2 separate regions of the Mus musculus genome follow, and region 2 is linked to region 1. The links are chromatin contacts, called in public promoter capture Hi-C maps. All regions are on one chromosome and are shown on one strand. The core of a region is the stretch at or near the end of the contact, and the rest is flanking DNA. Distances in the headings are between cores, read along the strand shown.

What was found. Promoter capture Hi-C pulls out the DNA fragments that hold promoters and counts their contacts.
Region 2: a contact with region 1 is called in a promoter capture Hi-C map of pre-B cells, with 2.5 times the contacts expected there. The contact joins two enhancer-like sites. A contact is called at or near these places in 3 of 39 promoter capture datasets (the HPC-7 cell line, pre-B cells and second pharyngeal arch cranial neural crest), 1 of 115 datasets of contacts at active chromatin or transcription factors (bone marrow-derived macrophages) and 1 of 9 other capture datasets (embryonic stem cells).

Annotation. Positions count from the first base shown.
Region 1 is chr7:110,729,996-110,732,602 of GRCm38.p6, forward strand. No RefSeq gene overlaps it. Among named protein-coding and RNA genes, the nearest start is that of Gm39068, 8.4 kb to the right of the region's middle. Within about 2 kb of position 1,321, at least 38 of the 459 cell types and tissues checked have an H3K27ac peak or open chromatin away from gene starts, as enhancers often do. A contact at or near this core is called in pre-B cells, where this site is marked.
Region 2 is chr7:110,907,397-110,910,003 of GRCm38.p6, forward strand. All of the region lies in intron 10 of Mrvi1 (MRV integration site 1), which reads right to left. Among named protein-coding and RNA genes, the nearest start is that of Gm16336, 3.7 kb to the left of the region's middle. Within about 2 kb of position 1,290, at least 29 of the 459 cell types and tissues checked have an H3K27ac peak or open chromatin away from gene starts, as enhancers often do. A contact at or near this core is called in pre-B cells, where this site is marked.

The DNA.
Region 1 (2,607 bases), core at 71-2,570:
CAATCCTCCGGCTTTTGCTTCTTGAGTGCTAGGAATCCAGGTGTGAACCACCATGCGGGCCTCAGGCTCATTCGCGTAACTCTCTCGAGACCCCAGGGGCCCCATAAGACCTACCTTAATCTCTTATAAGGGCAGCTTCCCCAGAGACCTAAGAGTCTCCTGCTAGGTCCCGCCTCATAAAGGACTGACCTCTCAGCTGACCTCTCAGCTACCCTAGCATATTTTGGACCACATGCAAGCACAGCAGGCTACAGGCACCAAGGGTCTCAGTTAACTAAGCTCTGATTTTATTGTCTCTCTTGTTTGTTTGAGACAGTTTCCCTGTGTTTCCCAGGCGTGTACTGCTATCCTAGAGTCAAATGATCTTGCTGCCTCAGCATCCTAAGGACTAAGTCTATAGACATAGGCCAAAATCTGTGGTGTTTTTATTTTGTTGTCGAGACAGGGTTGTTGCTTTGTTTTCCAAGCTAGCCTGAAACCATCAATCCTCTGCCTCTGCGTCTCCAGCGCTGGGGTTCACGGGTGTGCACTACCACTCTAGCCATCAAATTTGCTTACGGATGAGGTCTATACAAAGACATCTGTTAGGTAACTATCTAAGACTTAGAGTAGGAGCTCTTCGGGCACCGCCTCACTTCCCCTAGGATCAAGGGTACAGGCTAGGGAAGTAGCTTGCTTTGTGGGATGCTCGGGTGGGTCTCTGAGTTTCTACACATCAGTTACAGTTCTCACTTATAAATATCCACAGACATCTCTGTCTTGGACTTGCTGTCCCTGAGTTTTGGGATTCATCTTGTCTTGTTCGCATCCCTCTCCCTGTCTAGAACTCAAGTGAACTCTGTTGATCTTGTGACTGGGAGTTTCTCTTCAAATCAGAAATTGATACCACAGAGAGATGTTGGAGAGTCAAGGTCATAGCAGGGTGGCCACCCTGATTTCTTCCTCTCTCCTTTCTTTCCTTCCCTTCCCCTTGTCCATTCTCCAGGTGCCTTGGTGTGCAGCTGACCATGATAATTTCAGCTTCTTGGACCTGCCTCCTCTCGGGGACTGGGCCATGCTGTGTGTTTCCCGAAGCTGTCCCCCTAGAATCTCACACAAGGCATAGTCCAGACTAGATGCGGATAGTGTCTTTAGTTCAGTAGGGGGACCATCCAGGCCTGACTGGAAACTTAGAAGCTATAGCCAGCTCCACTGCCTGTCCTCAGGGGCCCTTGTCCATTTGGGATACTGGCCTGTTGTTACACTCCAGAATGGATTGTGTTTACTGACAGGAAACCAGAGGGTGGAGGGGGATGGAAACCAAGGAGGGAATCTTGTAACACCACAGGGCAGAGAGTAATGAGGACCAGGGCAGGGACAAGGTCAGGGAGACAAAAAAGGACTCTGGCCCAGGATGGAGGCAGAGAGAGCAAAGCAAAGAGCAAAGGGAGTGAGACCTCTGCCCCAGCCTTGACCCTGAGGACCTGCCCAGGCCTCTGCTCTGGGAACAAGGAGAGAAACCAGCAACCTATCTCAGGGGACAGCCATGAACACAGCATGCTGAGTTCTCAAAGCAGCCAGGGACTACTTATGGAGGTCGGCGGCCAGGCTGTTCCTCTGTGAGTCCTCACAGCAGGGAGTTTCAATTCTCAGGTTTCCTCTCATGTGACTCCAGAGGATAAGTGCTATGGGGAAAGACAGTTTGAGGTCCAGGAAGGGGACCTCTCTGGAGCCCAGGATTTTGTGGCCTGCTGTGGAGCTTCAGGCAGCTGGCAGCTGAACTCTGCAGCATGGACCCCTGGGGCCCTGGCCTGAGATGCTAATGCTGCAGCCTCCATCTCTCACACAAAGGACATTAGGCGGTCTGCTAGTAGCTGGGTATGGCCAGATGAGTATTTAGGACTGAACAGGCCATGTCCCTGGAGCATCAATGGGACATGATCACCGCAGTAAAATGCTACCTCCGTTTATGTGTATATTAAAACAAATGTGTAATTGGGAATAAAAGCTATTTTTACAGATCCATTTAAGAAAACTCTGAGCCCTTACAGAAACCGCACATCTAAGAGGCGTGTCCAGAGCCTGGGCCTCGGTGTTCTTTCTCATGCCATCTTCCACACTTTGCAGATGAGGGAAATGGATTTGGGGGAAGGAGGCATGACTGGCTTCTGCAGGAGAGGTGAGGGTGCGCTCACGTTTCTGGGCTGGGCTGGCAGCAGGCTGTTTATGACTCAGTAAGGAATGAAGTTGCAGGCAGTAAGTTAGACACTGTTCTCTTTGCTGTGGTAAAATACTTGACAAGAGCAGCTTAAGGAGGGAAAGGAGCAGCTGACAGCTCAGTGGGTAAAGTGCTTGCCGTGCAAGCATGAGGACCTGTGTCAGTCCCCAGTCGACTGGACTCAGTAGTGCCCATCTGTAATCCCAGCGTGCCTTTGAGAAGAGGTGAGGCAGAGAGAGGAGAAACCCTAGAAGCTGTCAGTGACAAGAGACCCTGCTGCCAGCTGCTGCTCTGAAGAGGCACCATGACCGCAGCAACTCTATAAAAAGAAAGCATAGACCTATAAAAAGACCATTTCAGAGGTCTAGCCCGTTATTGTCATGGTGGAAATCATGGCGTGCAGGCAGACA
Region 2 (2,607 bases), core at 40-2,539, 180 kb after region 1:
TTAACAACCAAAAATCATATTATCAATTATATATGTGCCAACAATGATTAAATACAGAAAAATAAAGTACTGAAAATAATAATAATAATGGCTAAAAACAGAATTTCCTAGAAATAAATGGGGTACCCCCACCTTTGATTCCTCTTTCTTCCTCCCTCCAAGAACAGGGGTTTTATTGAGTTTGTTTGCTTTGAGTCAGGGTGCCACTATATTGTCCAAGCCAGCCTTTAGCTTGTACTGGTCCTCTTGTCTCAGCCTCTTGCATTCTGGGATTACAAGCATGCATCTCAACACCTGGCCTAAGAGTGGATTCTGGGGGTGGAGAGTTGGCTCAGTGGTTAAGAGCACTTGTTCTTGCAAAGGAACTGGGTTCAATTCTCAGCACCCATGTGGGGGCTCACCACCTCCTCAAGCATCAGGTGTGCATGTAGTACACAGACACACATGCAGACAAAACACTCATACAAACAAAATATTAAAAAAAAATAAATGTTGACAGGAGGTGATGGTGCATGCCTTTAATACCAGCACTCAGGAGGGATCTCTGAGTTCAATGCCAGTCTAGTCACAGAATGAGTTCTGGGACAGCCAGGGCTACACTGAGAAACCCTGTCTTTTTAAAAACAAAAATGGATTCTGGATAAGGAAGTTTCTAAGAATATAAGAGCACAGAACAAGAAAGAGTAGATAGAATGAGTAGGCAGCCTGCAGAGGAACGTCAGAAAGAAAGTTTCTCTAGAAAGTCCTACACCCTACCACACCAACACTGCCAAGAAGAGAAAGAGAAAGTGCTGCCTGTATTGGCATTTAGCTTTCCCTGCCAAGAAGGAGGAGAGAAGAAAGGAGGAATGAGTATTGGTATTGTATCAGAATTACCTGTATAATATGTAGGAGCTCACCAGAAGGGAAGATTGAAAACAACTAAACAAATAAAGCAAGCTCTTCGGATGTAGCAGGAGCCGTATGGAGAGCTCCAACTTAAGCTCCACACGAACCACGTTAGAGAATAGCACAGTGGCTAAAGTCCTTGATTTCGTCTACCTTTTCTTCCTTTGCCTGGCTGAAGAATGAATGGCTCTTGGTAAGGGGTGGGTCAAGTCTAGACAATAAACATCTGGACAGACTCTTGATACAATTCCATCCTAAACTGGTGCTCCAAATCTCACTAATCCCCAGCTGGAGGAACAGAAATATCTCAATTTGCCATAATAAACTCCAGTTTTGGACTCTGAACAAAGTTATAGAAAAGAAGCAGAAAGCCTACAAATGCTGCTGTTAACAGCTTTGTCTGAACTTCCTCTTTCCTCCCACTCAAGCAGCAAAGAAGTACCCATGAGCACCCAGTCCTCAGTACTGAGAGAAGAAGACAAAGAGATCTCAGATGTGGCAGGAGGGAGTGAATGAAAACCAACCCTCCTCCCCCAACACATTCAAGGAAGGAGGAGATCCCGGTGGAAATGTCCAGTCACAAACAGATGAAATGGAAACCAATGACATGGCAGCTAGACAAAAATACTAGAGTGAAAAGAGGAAGGAAAGACGGAAGGTAGAAAGGAAGGAAGAATGGAAACACAGGAGGCAGATGTACGGATGGACACATAGATGCAGGGAACATAGGGGAAAAAGAAAAACTGCATTTCTGTGCAAAATATATACAGTAACTGCTTAACTCTAGGGGAAATTAGAATCTGAAAAAAATGAGAATAAGAAATCAGGACAAGAAAAGAAGATCACACATAATGGACAAGGATTCTATTTAAGGAAAAAAATTAAAGACCAAGAATGGAATGAATAAGAGATTGAAAAAACAGAACTGGTCAGGTTGTTTTTTAAAAATGAGGACATATAACACGCACAGTTTTACATGAATTAGTAAGGTGGACCAGATAGATTGAATGATCATAAAGAATATAAAGAGGAAAAGAAAGATTGAAGAAGGAAGGTTCTAAGTTGAGTTCTATCGACCCTTTCATTGAACAAATAATATATTCAAAGACATAATAGAAGAAAACTTGTCCTTAGTGGAGGGAAGAGTTGAACTTGGAGGTTAACTATACATCTGAAGCTTTTCTTTCCATTCTTTTGTTTTTCCTTCTTTTGTTTTCTTTTGTTTTGTTTTCTTTTCTTTTCTTCTCAAGGCATGTCTATAAAGAAATGCTACTGTTCTTATTCCTAACAGGAAAGAAAATACACATGCAGGGAATATAAAGGTTAAGGGACACAGTAAATAAGAGGTCTTGGGTATCTCTACAATGCTGAAAACAATTGGGAAACATTTCATAGAAATGAATTAGCCAATAATGTTATAGTTATGCAGGCTATTGATAAATAAGATGTTTTCAAATATGCTAGAACTCAGGACACAGAATACTTCCAGTGCTTCCCAGGAAAACTACTAGATAATGAAGTCCAACTAAATAAAACATAAATCAAAATAAAAATGCTTAAGGATGGTTAGCCACAAGGAGGGAACTGGCAGTAAGCATGAAACCCTTTTATTCGGGTGCACAACTGGACAACTGTGAAAACTGGTTACAAAGTAGAATGGAAATGTTATAACCTTGACCACACACAGAGGAGAATTCATCAGCTAGCCAGTCAGAGGCA